3 separate regions of the Pan troglodytes genome follow, and all the other regions are linked to region 3. The links are chromatin contacts, called in public Hi-C and HiChIP or PLAC-seq maps. All regions are on one chromosome and are shown on one strand. The core of a region is the stretch at or near the end of the contact, and the rest is flanking DNA. Distances in the headings are between cores, read along the strand shown.

Evidence for each region. A called contact is a pair of places that touch in the nucleus more often than the background predicts. HiChIP or PLAC-seq counts read pairs in DNA pulled down with a chosen protein or histone mark.
Region 1: a contact with region 3 is called in a Hi-C map of induced pluripotent stem cells, with 4 times the contacts expected there. The contact joins the enhancer-like site here to the promoter of LOXHD1 in region 3. A contact is called at or near these places in 4 of 7 Hi-C or Micro-C datasets (blood, induced pluripotent stem cells and stem cell-derived neural progenitor cells) and 1 of 1 other capture datasets (stem cell-derived neural stem cells).
Region 2: an H3K4me3 HiChIP or PLAC-seq map of stem cell-derived excitatory neurons shows a contact between it and region 3, with 8 times the contacts expected there. The contact joins the promoter of KATNAL2 here to the promoter of LOXHD1 in region 3. A contact is called at or near these places in 1 of 7 Hi-C or Micro-C datasets (stem cell-derived neural progenitor cells) and 1 of 1 datasets of contacts at active chromatin or transcription factors (stem cell-derived excitatory neurons).

What each region holds. Positions count from the first base shown.
Region 1 is chr17:56,134,612-56,139,157 of NHGRI_mPanTro3-v2.0_pri, forward strand. No RefSeq gene overlaps it. Among named protein-coding and RNA genes, the nearest start is that of ARK2C, 49 kb to the right of the region's middle. Within about 2 kb of position 1,355, at least 5 of the 24 cell types and tissues checked have an H3K27ac peak or open chromatin away from gene starts, as enhancers often do. A contact at or near this core is called in induced pluripotent stem cells and stem cell-derived neural stem cells, where this site is marked.
Region 2 is chr17:56,765,440-56,769,817 of NHGRI_mPanTro3-v2.0_pri, forward strand. It overlaps KATNAL2 (katanin catalytic subunit A1 like 2), which reads left to right and starts at 2,395. Exons shown (of 18, transcript XM_016933646.4): 1 at 2,395-2,793. It overlaps PIAS2 (protein inhibitor of activated STAT 2), which reads right to left and starts at 2,460. Exons shown (of 12, transcript XM_054672188.2): 1 at 2,189-2,460. The coding sequence starts at 2,212.
Region 3 is chr17:56,505,008-56,509,417 of NHGRI_mPanTro3-v2.0_pri, forward strand. It overlaps LOXHD1 (lipoxygenase homology PLAT domains 1), which reads right to left and starts at 2,979. Exons shown (of 42, transcript XM_054672174.2): 1 at 2,747-2,979. The coding sequence starts at 2,876.

The sequences.
Region 1 (4,546 bases), core at 105-2,604, 370 kb before region 3:
TCTCTAAAAATAAAGAAGCTGGGCTATGGGAATAAGTCACCTGGGTGCGAATCCTGCTCCGCCCTTACCAGCTGTGTGACCACAGACAAGTCACTTAACCTCTCTGTTCCTCTTCCACACGGGGTTTCCGTGAGGATTAAGCACATATAGAAGGCACTGGTGGGATGGGCGTTATAATCATAAATTGAGCTAAAGGCCCAGCACTAAACCAGAATGTTTTGGGGAGCTTAAGAGTCGCAAGAGATGGCACCAGCCAGATGAGAGGACAAAGCCACAAAAGGCTCTGGACCTAAAGGCACTGGGAAGCCATGGAAAGTGGCATGCATGGGGGAGCCACATGGAGATATGTGTGGATGTGCCAGAGAGCAACAAGGTGGAGGAGAGCAATCAGGGAGGGGCTCGTCCCCAAGAGACGGGGGAGATGTGACAGTGCCTGCCTGCCAGAGAGATGACTGAAGAGCTGAGATGGTGAAATAGGCAGGACTTGGAGACAGATTAGATTAGGTAGGAGTGGGAGAGGAGATGAAGAAATGTCCCTATTTCTGGGCTGGACGAATGAGGTGGTTGTGTCCTGATTTGGGGCACCCTTGCACACCCAGTTCCAGCACCAGGCTCTCTCTGTTCTGTAGACCGAGGCTGGGCCATAGGCATAGTGAGAGGAGCCTGCTGACTCACACTTCCCCCCACCCGACTTCCCAGGAACAATTTGAGTGTTTTGGAGTCATTCGTCATCCCTCGGTTGAAGACAGTGAAGGCCCATCCAGGCAGACTTACTTCTTGTTACTTGAATGTGTCATGCATGTTCCCACCTCCAGGACTTTGCCCACACCTCCGCCTTTCCTCCCTGTCTACCAGAACCCAGCTGTCCATCATCCCCTCCTCCACAACACAACCCTCCTTTAAGGCTCACCGCCTTGAGCCCTCCTGACCTCAGCGATTGTCCTGGAAGTGGGCAGCAGTCATGGATTGCTAGTCAATAGAATGTCAGTCCCTGCACCTGTGGCAACTGAAATATTAAGCTCCTGGAAGCTGAAAAGTGCCTCCCAGGTCTCTGCCCCTCCCAAGATGCCTGGCCTAGTGTTTTGTCAGACAGATGTAGGATGAGGGCCCTGATTGGACTGGGAGGAAAACACAATTCAATTACCAGCCAGGAAGGACTTGTTGAGAATTAGATTATCAGCCCCTGGGGGCTCGGTGGGAGAGAACAAAGGGTGGAAACTTCTCACAGGATTGCCCTCCCTGGGTCTCAGGGAATTGGGTATATCAGTTTCTGTAATGTGGTGCCTCTCCCATCCAGCAAGAGAGGTGGAGACAGCTGGGCTGAGCCCTCTTTGGCCTCTGCCAAATCCCCTCCAGTCAGCTTCTCCCGGTGCCTGGAGGTGGAGGTGAAAGATGACACCAGCACCCACAAGAGGCAGGACCATGGCCAGTGCTCTAGAAAAACCACTTGGCCCCTAAGGACTCCCTTACTGTGTGCCTATGGCCATGTTAGGTGCTGCACAGGACGTGCTAGAAATATTCAGATGGAAGCCTCAGAAATAATAGAAAGCCCCAGAAACAATGCCAGGGTAGAGGAAGTAAGAACTTGGACTTTGGACCCAGATAAACCCAGGTTTGGACCCTGAAATTGTTCACTGTCTAAGGCTCAGTGCAGGAGCCTGAACCTCTCTGAATCAGTTTCTTCATCTGCTAAATGGTCATAATAGCAGCTGTTATTCAAGTGATTAAAACTTTACACACACACATATATATTCAAAAGTATGATACAGTGCTAAGTGATACACGTGATGAAGTATTGTGAAGTCCTTGAGCATGGTGTCTGGCATAGAGCAAGCTCCCAGTATGTGGCAGCTATTACTACTGCTGTTGTTTCATTCTGGTTCTGAATAATTACCACAATTGCAGGAAGGGAGAGTGGTCCTGAATGGCCGGAGAAGGAGACAGGACTTTTAGGATGAGTTCAGAAAGAGAGGAAGGACCAACCAGCCAGAGGGAGCAAAATGTCCCGATTTCCAAAAAGTGAAGAACATGATTCCTGGGATGTAAGCTTAGTGACACTCAGTAGCATTCTAGAATTATTAAACAGGTGGTTTGGGAGCACTTTGCGAAGAGCTGTGCCCATCCTGGAATTAACTCATTAAAATCATGTCAAATCAAACTCCCAGGGACTTGCGTTATCAAATAATTTTGTTTTCTTTTTCTTTTTTTTCTTTCTTTTCTTCCTTTTTTTTTTTTTTTTTCTTTTTTTGAGATAGGATCTCACTCTGTCACACAGGCTGGAGTGCAGTGGCACAATCATGGCTCACTGCAGCGTTGCCTTCTTGAGCTCAAGCAATCCTCCAGTGTCAGCCTCCCAAGTAGCTGGAACCACAGGTGCACACCACTATGCCCGGCTAATTTTTTTCATGTGTGTGTGTGTGTGTGTGTGTGTATTTTGTGTAGAGGCAGGGTTTTGCTGTGTTGCCCAGGCTGGTCTCAAACTCCTGGGCTCAAGTGACCCACTTGTTCTCTCAATGTGTTGGGATTACAGGCATGAGCCACCGTGCTCAGCCAATAATTTTTTTTCATTCACGTCACATATTTATTGTCAGCATCATAGGAAATGCAAAGGGTATCATCACAAGGCACTGAACGAAGTCTCCCATGCTCTCTGTGTGGTCATGAGAAAGTGATGTGTGAACAGGGGGATGTCCCGTTAGGCGAAGTCCATGACAGTGGAAGCCACGGGGCTCTAATCCAGTCACTGGAGGGTCAGAGGAGCACCCTGACCCTCTCTCTGATGGGGAGGGATGGCACATTAGAGAACGTCAGTGGCTCTGGAGGCGCCAGCCATTTAAGAGTGAAAAGCAATAGCAGGACAACAGAGAAGTAACATCATACATGAAATTATTCTTTGTAATAATGGCAGTAATATACATTCATGGTAAGAAATTGGGAAAATACAGAAGATCATAAAGAAGTAACTAAAAGACACCTACAATTCTAACTGAATGGCATGATTTAATAACACGGCTGACAAGAATTACCGGCAGAGTGGAATTTAGGTAATATAGAAGATGGCAAGGGGTTCAGAATTGTTGAACCTAGAAAAGGGGTCATGCTCTCAGTTTTTGAGGAGTCAACAGGCTGTCAGGAAGAATCTGTAGTCTACTGGGTACCATTCGAGGGGGCATGAGTAGAACACAGAGGCTCAGAGAGGCCAATTTCAGCTCATGGACAATGGGAAGAGCGTTCCAGGAAGAAATTCTCCCTCAGGGGTCAGGCTGCCTTGGGAGGGAGGGGAGTGCCCATTCCTGGGAGTATTCAGTGGAAGCTAGTTCTTGTGTCACTTTCTTCTCTGAATGTTACTGAAGATTCCCTGCCCTTCTCTGGCTCCTTTCAATGCTAAGATTGTATATCTATAGGTGAAGACATGGAGGCAGAAATAAATGTGTTTAGTTATCGCTAAGGGAAATAAACATGATGCAAAACAGTGTGCTCTCAATTTTGTTGGAAGAATATAGTTAAATTCATTGAAAAGAGATGGCAAAGAAGTGAATATTAATGCTTGGACTGTGGGAGATGTTTTCACCTTTGGATTGTTTTGATTTTTCCAATTTTTCTACAGTTGACTTATTTTAAAACCCAGTAATGTATCTGCTACATGTGTGAAGTACTTTCTCTACTGAAACAATAGATTAGGGCAGGGGCAGGAGGGAGTTTTTTTGTAGGTATGTACATAGGGTGGGATGGATTGCAGAGGGCCTTGAAAGTCAGGCAGGACTGTTTAGATTTGAAGGTCACTATAGTGGCAATGAAAATGACTTTATTTGCTAAACCAAACTCAGGACTGATAATCTAACAAACAATAGCATGTTAATGGGGATAAGAGAACAGAATACAGTATTTGAAATTGCAAAACTCTCTGAAAAATCATGTCTTAGCTTGGGCTGCCATAACAGAATACCATAGACTGGGTAGCTTAAATAAAAGAAATTAATTTTCTCACAGTTCTGGAGGCTGGAAAGTCAAGATCAAAGTCCATCAGAGTTCAGGTTCTGGTGAGAGCTCTCCTCCTGGGCTGCAGACGACTACCTTTCCATTGTGTCCCGACTGGTAGAGAGAGGGAACGCCGTACTCTCTTCCTTTTCTTATAAGGACACCAATTTCATCATAGGGTCCACACCCTCATGACCCCATCTAAACCTAATTGCCTCTGAAAGTCCCCATCTCTAAATACTATGACCTTGGGGCTTAGGGCTTCAACATATGAATTTCAGGAGGACACACACATTCAGTCCGTAACGATCAGTATTACAATTGGGAGCCTCGTGGGATTCTTAAGGTAGTGACATTCATTTGCTTGTTCATTCATTTAGCTTAGTAACATTTATGAAGCCCTAGCTATGTGCTAGACGCTGATGTGCATATGATGTAATTAGGTCTTGTGGGAGCTGAGTATAGGACACCCTGGAAGATGAAAGTTAAATTCATCAGGTCAGTTAGCAGGTCCCTGAAAATCTGGGTGAGGGATCTAAGTCTCAGGAACAGGAGTGGTGAGGATAGG
Region 2 (4,378 bases), core at 1,145-3,644, 260 kb after region 3:
AAATCTTAGCTTTTCAAATCTCAAGCTGTGTGATTTAGGTCAGGTTAACCTCTCTGTGCTTCAATTTCTTGAAAAAATTGTGAGAATTAAATAAGTATAGAAAAAATGCTTAGACCAGAACCAGGCATGGAATAACCACTGTATTAAAATGGGTATATACCATCATCATCATTACTGTCTGTAATGGGGTGTAAGGGCGGGGTACAGTTCATCTTCAAGTGTAGGGTAACATGGGTCTGCACAGAGCAGTTAAGGCAAAGAAAAGCAGATGATGCTTACTGCATGTGCCCAGCCTGTACCCCTCCCTCCTCTGAAAATTCTCCCCAGTTAGTCTCTGTTGGGCACGTCATATGAATTGTGGGAGAGGGGCCATCTTCTAACAAATGCAAGAAGTAAAGACAGCTGATTTACAGGAAGAGAGGATGAAGCTGATCCACAAACCAAGAGAGAGAGAGAGGAAGGCAGAAAGGAAGAGAAAAAAAAGCTTCTTTGGTTTCTATCACTTTCCAGTTGCTGGTTGCACTCCAATCTGAGCACGGACTGCTTTTACTCTGCTCTATAAGAGCGAGTAAATTCTTCGCTTTACATTAAGCTTTGGCCAACAACATTCACAAGAGTCTAATAAAAATCCTGGAAAGTTTTCATTAACAACAACAAAAAAAAGAACTTAGAAAACTTGTATACATCTGTTACTACACAAAAATTAAAACTAGATGGCAGGTAAAAATAAATATAACTTCAGAGTTCAGTCTTCTCAACCCATCCTGAATCTAACGCATGAATTTACAGAGGTGAGGCTCAGGGTTCGTTGTTTGAAAAGCTCCACAGGTGTTAAAAGCTCTACAGCTGGGGCTCTGAGCCACTAAAACCCTTAAACTTATCAAGTATGAACACCCTTTACCTACACTCATGGTTCTCTGCATAAACTAGTATGGGGCATAACATGTATTAATATGCGTTTACTGGGAACTTAATAATTATTTTTGAAACAGCAGAAGGGAATATGGCAGGCACTGTGCAAACTCCAACAATCTCCGTTTAGAGCAGAGCATACGTTCTTTTGCTCACGTCCACTAAGCAGGTAACCAGCCAACATCCTTCCCCCATCCCATCTCTTGCGGAAAACAATAAATATACAAAACTGAACCTTTTACCGGATTCCTCTTCCTTATTTGAAAAAGAAATCCTAATAAGTGTTACACAAACGAGTTGCAGTAAATGTAATTTCAAGTTTACACTCATCTCTACCTTGATACATTTTTTTTTTTTAAAAAAATCAGGGTTTCTGTCCGTAAACATCTCATTTATGTCGCCAGTAATTCAGCGATACACACAAATCCATCTCATTCGTCACACTTAGTTAGGACTTTAAAGGTTATCAGTCTGGGGGGAAAAAGTCTCTTCTGTTCTACCCCCATCACAGCCCTATTCCAGACCTCTGCTATACAAGGGTATCAACAATAAAGTTATGATCTTGTTTTAAGACTGAGAAGAAAAAAATATTTTTCCTCAAGAGTAAAAGGGGTGCACAAACCTCACAACATAAAGTTTGCAGATTTCTTACTAAAACACTAAGAAAATATCGAGGTTTAAGGCCGATTATTGAAGGCAGGGATCCCCAAACATTAGGCTCCTCGAAGATGTTAGGAGGCAAGGGTGGGAGAAGGGGCCTTTTCTCGTGACAGACCTGACTAAACGGTAGCATCAGCCATAAGAAGAGGAGAGATTCCTAAACGCAACTTCAGCTTTCAGAAAACAGTCCTCCACCAAGTGAGTAGCATGCAGACTTGTGAATCGCCACAGACACGTACACCCCGGTGAAGGTGCAAGATCAAACGTTGCTTCCCACATCGGCCCTCACTGCGAACCGGGATGTCGGGTCCCCATGTGCCCCTCCTGGAGGGCGCCCCGGCCCCCCGCGCCAGGTGTGCGGACCACGGGCAGCACTCAGGAGCCGGCTCGCCGCGGCCCAGGCCCGCCGCCCCCGCGCCGCCCGCGTGCCCTCCGCCGGCCCGCTCCCCTCCCCCGCGCCCTCGGCGCCCGTTCGTCCGCGGGCCGGGGCTCAGGTCTCCGCCAACCGGCCCCGGAGGCACGAGCAGGCGGCGGCCGGCGACGTTGCGGTTTCCCCACCTCCTCTCCCATCCCCTCCCCCGCGGCCTCCGCTCTCCACTCCCGCACCCCCGCTTACCCTCAACTCTTCGAAATCCGCCATTTTATACCACCCGCGGGCGCCGCCGCCGCTGCCGCCGCACCCACTCCCGCTGCCGCCAACGACGCTACCGCCACCACGGCCGCCGCCGCCTCCAGCACCATCCTGCACTGGGCGCCGCTTAAGACGCCGCGGCCGCCGCCGCTACAGCCGGGCCCGTCACGTGAACGGCGCGGGAGCTCCGCCTCCGACGCGCCGAAGCCCCGCCCCTAGCGGTGCCCCCTGCCCACCCGCGCGACCGCCTTCCGCCCGCGCCTTCCGTCCGCGCGGCGACAGCGCCCGCCCGCGCCTGCCCCGGCGTGTTGCCCCGCGGCTTGGCCCCGCTCGGCCCCAGGTCGTGCCTTCCCTCCCCGGCGGAGGCCCCTGCGGACTGCCTAGAGCTGGGTCGCAACTGAGGCGTTATCCGCGGGCCTGGCCTGGGGAAGTGGCGGGGAGGAAGAAGAGGCGGCCGGGACGCGTGACAGGAGCATTCGGGAAGATTCTTACGGTGCCCTTCACGCGGTGGCTATGGACTGAGAAAGCCGCCGCAAATAAAACCATCCCCCAGAGTAGTTGTGGCGGAATAATCTAAATATGGGTGTTGGGTAAGCTATTGTTCCCATTTAATGGTGAGGTTGTGTGACACCTCTTTGAATTGCTAATGTCCTGCAAGTACCAACCTTGCCGAGTTTTTCTGACTTTGAAGGGCACCTGAAGGTCACGGACTGCAGAGTTGGGAGAGTTAGGCGGTGGGGTTGGGGCGGGGGAGAAGTGAAATAAGAGCGCTCAGAAGGGCCATGCTAAAAAGTCAGGGAAATCTGATAGCTAGGAAGGAGTCAAACGCCAAGGCAGAGTAAGTAGATAGAAGGAAGCTTGATGGCCCCCCCGTAATGTGCTGATAGGATGAAGGAAGATGCTGAGTCAAGATGGCCAGAAAAATCGCTGGACGGTGTCCAGGGTTCAATTTCCTTGAAGAATTGGGTGGAACCCACATACGAAAGGTCTTTAAAACAATGTAACTTTTAAGGCCCTGTTTAATCAGCCTCCTACCTACCGCCTCTTCCCACTACCCCACGTTTCATCCGCACTGCACTTCCAGGTCTTCCTTCCTCTCCCCTGCCCCCGCACCCCGCAAGTTTTGTTTTTTTGAGACGGAGTTTTGCTCTTGTTGCCCAGGCTGGAGTGCAATGGCACGATCTCGGCTCACCGCAATGTCTGCCTTCCGGGTTCAAGCGATTCTCCTACCTCCGCCTCCCGAGTAGCTGCGATTGTATTTTTGGTAGAAACGAGGTTTCTCCAAGTTGGTCAGGCTGGTCTCCAACTCCGGACCTCAGGTGATCCGCCCGCCTCGGCCTCCCAAAGTACTGAGATTACAGGCGTGAGCCACTGCACCCGGCCTCCCCTCAAGTTTTAAGGCTTCTAAATGTTGATCCTTGAACCAAGAATAATTTCCCACTCTTTTCTTTGTTCCTAACTCCTGTTCATCCTTCAGGTTTCACTTTAAGTGTCACTTCCTCAGGAAGACCATCCCTCACCCACATCCCACATTTTAATTCAAATTCCCGTTATGACCTCTCCTAGGACCCTGAACTTTTTCTTCCTGAGATGTCTCCATGGTAATTATGTAGGTATTTGTGTAATTGTTTATTTGATATATATGTGTGTGCGTGTATATATATATATGTGTGTGTGTGTGTGTTGTGTATATATACACAACACACACACATATTGTTTTGGCCAGGTGCAGTGGCTCATGCCTGTAATCCCAGCACTTTAGGAAGCCGAGGCAGGTGGATCACTTGAGGTCGGGAGTTCCAGACCAGCCAGGCCAACATGGTGAAACCCTGTCTCTACTAAAAATACAAAAATTAGGCCAGGAGCTGTGGCCCACGCTCTAAATTCCAGCACTTTGGGAGGCAGAGGCGGGCGGATCACCTGAGGTTGGGAGTTGGAGGCCAGCCTGACCAACATGGAGAAACCCCGTCTCCACCAAAAATGCAAAATTAGCCAGGCGTGGTGGCGCATTCCTGTAATCCCAGCTACTCCGGAGGCTAAGGCAGGAGAATCGCTTGAACCCTGGAGGCGGAGGTTCCAGGGAGCGGAGATAGCGCCATTGCACTCCAGCCTGGGTAACAAAAGCGAAACTCCATCTCAAAAAAAAAAAAAAAAATTAGCCGGGTGTGGTGGCAC
Region 3 (4,410 bases), core at 1,729-4,228:
AAAGTTCTCACCAGATACTGGCACCTTGATCTTGGACTTCTCAGCCTCCAGAACTTTTGAGGAAGAAAAAAAAATATGTTCTTTATAAATCACCAGTCTCAGGTATTCTGGCATAGCAGCACCAATGCACTAAGAGAGAAATCATTGCTATCATTTCCATTGACAACATCCCCAAGGAAGCTGCCTTGGAAAATTGCATCCCAACAGATGCTGGGGGACTCCTGTCTAGGATGCAGGAGAGGAGATGCCTCCGGGGCTGGAAGCCTGTGCAGGGTGGCCTCTGAGGCCCCTTCTACTCTCCAGTTCTGGAATGAGTTATTCTTCCCATCATGGGCCCTGTCTTAGGAGAGAGAGCAATATGCCAGGTTCAGCCTGCCCTCAAAGCATTGAGGGAGCTGCTCTCCTCCCTCTGGTTATTGGGGAACCCTAGGGTAGCCAGAAGGTAGCCTAAGAAGAGAGAAGGAACACCAAGGCTTTTCTTCCCCCCTTCTTCCTCCCCATCACACTCATCAAGACTCTCCACGTAACACCAGAGCCCAGAGTTCAAAGGAAGTGGGGGAACCGTTGTTCTAGCACTGAGAGGGTGACAATGACAGTACAGCTGGAGCTCAGCATGTGACCACCGTTAGCATCATCCACATTTATAGGCAGTACCCTGCAACAGACAGGAGAATCCATGGTTCCCTTAGAAATGTCAGCGTGGCACCCACCTCCACTTGCTCTTCTCCAGCTATTTTTACCACAGTCAAAATCGGGCAGTACAAGACCAAGGACCAGCCAGACCAGCTGGATTCAAATCCTAACTCTGCTATTTACTAGCTGTGTGATCTTGGGCAAGTTACTTAACTTCTCTGTGCTTCAGATTCCTCATCTGAAAAAAAAGGATAACACATCTGCCTCAATGTGTCATCATGAAGATGAAATTGGTTAACATGAATAAAGTGCTTAACTCAGTGCTTGGTGCATGGTGCATGATCCTATTTGGCAGCATCATGAGATGAAATGGGGCGCTTGCCTCGAAAAAGATATTTGAGGTTCTTGTTGTCCATCCTGTTTGTGACCTTGCTCAAGTCACTTAATGTCTCAGGGCCTCAGTCTTTAACTTGTGAAGTGGTACTGATCTGCCTGCCTTGACTATGCTCAGGGATCTTAAGGATCAAACATGAGAACATTAGTAAAAAGGCTTCTGAAAGGATAAAAAGGAGAACGATCATTATGGCCACACTGACGCATGCAGAGCCCGTAAACAAAAGTCAACAGTGTGCTGCTGGCTGTGAGAGGTTCTAGAATGATCTCACCAACAGTCACGTGGCTGGGGAGAATCACCTGGGAAGCCAAGCACACATGGTGGGGATGCTGCCCTGATGTCTCACCTCCCAGCCCCTCCCCTCACTAGAGGGTCAGAGCTTGAGGCACATGTACTGTTAGAAGGTGGCGGATGCTTCCTTTTTCCTGGGCCCACTTCCTCCTACTACAGCCCCCCCTTCTACCCTTGGAGGTACCCAGGATTCTGTACCTGGAAAGGGGCCACAGCCTTCCTGACCTCAGCTGAGACTACCTCCTCTAAGCCCGGGACTGTGCAGGGGCTGAATGATGAGGCCTAAAGACAAGTACAGCAAGGCCCCACCCTCACGGAGTTTAGGGTGACTGTGGCTGCAAGCCGGACACAGCCGGACAAGCTTTGCAGGAAACAATGGAACAATTATGAATTGGATGTAATCAGGGAACTCATGGTGGACTGGAATCAAGGAGGGCTTCATGGAAGAGATGGGATCAGAACTGGGCTTTCAAAGTGAGGACAGGAAGAGGGAGAAGGGAAGACAAACAAGGCCATGGGCAGGCACAGAGCACACATTCAATAAATACTTGCTGAATGAATGAATGAGTGAATGCATGGATGACTATGGCACTTACGGGGACTGGTGAGCCACTTTGGAGTCAGCACTGAGAATTTAAATGGCTTCAGAGACTAGGCAGGCAGCACTGATGAGTAAACCAGACCTAGTATGAGATGACAGGGAGTGGTGGAGGCTGTGATAAGCTGGACGTCCACAGCCTATTGGCATTCACAGAAAAAAGGATTTCAAAACGCTGGAAAGGAAAAAAACAACTTAAACTGCCGGCCAAAACCAGCTCTAGGGTCACAGTTCACTTCTTTGGTTTACCTGGCAAGGAGTTAGAGCAATTTCAAGCAGGTCTCATGTGGCCCAGAGAAAGATGAGACTAGAAGGACAAGGCCCTGGGGTCCAGAGCACCGGCCGCCTTCGACATATGGGATGGACATCTCCTTGCAAAGCCCCAGGCTCCCTGTCTCCATCAGCCACATTGGGCATAGGATGAGCTGTCAGGCTTCCTCCCCAAGACATCCTTTCATGAGCCCAGCAGTTCAGGGCGCTCGGCCTGATGCAGACCACCTACTCGGGGACCAGACTGGAACGTGGCTTTGGGGATGTTCAGGAGCTGGAGAACATGGGGCCATGGGGGCACTGTGGCTCTAGTCTATTCTGTTCCACTGAGAATCGGGGGCTAAAGGAAAGTTGCTCCACCTGTCTGTACAACAGGGACCCCACCATCCCTGCATAATGCCTGCCTTCTTACTCCGAGGGGATATGGAACGGACACATGGGATAATCAGTGAGAAAGGGCTTGCTCCGAAATCTTAGAATGACTCCCCATAGCCAGGAACAGACCCCTGCCCACCGCAGCCAGCTGCACCACCCGCCCCCCGCAGGCTGGGACCCCGCACCTCTGGCCTTGTAGTACTCGTGTTCCAGTTCCCCCTCGTCGTCCTCCGAGGCGTAGTTCAGCAGCTCCGCTTCGTACAGGGCCAGGAAGTCGATGTCCTTCTTCCTCCGCCTTTTCTTCTGGGGCATCATTCTGCCGGCTGCCTTCTCCCAGCGCTCGCAGGCTCACTGTGCCGCCTCCTCACACCTGCGGGAACCTGAGACCTCCTCCCTGAGCTCTGGCGCCCACGGCCCTCCTGTAGCTCAGGCCTGGGTGGGCCAGAGTGCCCCCTTTTCTTGGCTTCCCCGTGCCCAAGGTGCTGTTCCCTCTGCCTTCTCTGGCTCCTGAGCTGAACCTCAGTGCCTTATCTCTGAACCTCCTGTCCCTGTCCCCTCCCACCACCCTCTGGTGAGCCACCTCCTCCTCCTCTGTACCTGCCCCGGGGCTTCTCTTTGGGCCTCATCACTTATTCATGGCGCTGAGGGCAGGCTGACTTCCTTCCTCTCTCCTCTCCCCACCAGCCCCCTCTCCTCCCTATGGAGAATCAGGTGACACGGAGCCCTTGAAGTCCATTTCCCACCTGGCCTCACAGCCACGGGGTCACCTGGGATCCCTCCAGGCCACCCCAGAGACAGGTGAGGGCTCCTCACCCAGGAGATCTCCCAAGCCTTACAGCCCACACGGGACCCTCCTGAGGAAGGCAGGGCCCCGGAATCAGCCAGGCTCCCAGGACTCAAAGGCCCCCGTTTCTCTCCATTATTCATGACCTCTGATCGTCTTACGGAGCAGGCGGGGTTCTCGCTGGATCCTTCTCGTTCTCTCTCTCTGCTTCCATCTCATCAAGACTGCGGGCTTCCGGAAGTGGCCTCTGGGCACGAGGAAAGCTAGGGCACCAGACAACTCTCCCCGCTCCCCCTGCCAGGTGAGCTTTATATGCACTAAAGTTTAAACATCATCGCAGCCGATGCCCTCCCAGGTGAACTCACTAACTCGATCAGCTCACCACCTGGACTCACGGGAGGGCATCAGCAAGCTCCTACCCCAGGGCGCACAGCCCGGGCTGCACACCAGAATCCCCCAGAGAGGTGTTGAACGCTAATGCGTGGGTCCCACCCCCAAGGATTCTGATTTGCTTGGTTTGGGACGCAGCTTGGGCCCCAGTTTTTAAAGCTCCTGGTGACTTTCATGTGCAGCCATGTTGAGGGTCCCTGCATCGCTTCTCAGGTAACTTAGGTGTGCTAACAGGAGTCCTCTAGAAGCAACACGTGTGATTTTGTCCTCTAAGCCAAAATAGTGACTCTAAAGGGGAATTTCAGGTGGAGAGGAAGAGAGGATTTGGAGCGGACGCCTGAGGAGCAGTCGGCACTCACAGGCCTCCCCGGCAGCCTGGGGCAGCTTTGGTCCTGCCCTGCTCTTTGGAGCCATCCAAATCTTCCACCAGGGGGAGGCATCTCTAACCCCGAACGTTCCTACCCAGGAAAGATCAACCTCCCCTCTTCCCCTATTCAGCTGAGGGGCCGCCCTTGAAGCAGCTCAAAGTCCGCTGAGGACCAGGAGTGAAGTTTAATGGTGGGTGGCGCGCGCCCCCTTCTGGCAATATGTGGTTTACACACCTGGATTCTTCAGGAAGAGACCTTCCTTAAGGATCTCTAGGAATCTACTAAGAAAACTCATTTTACACGAGTA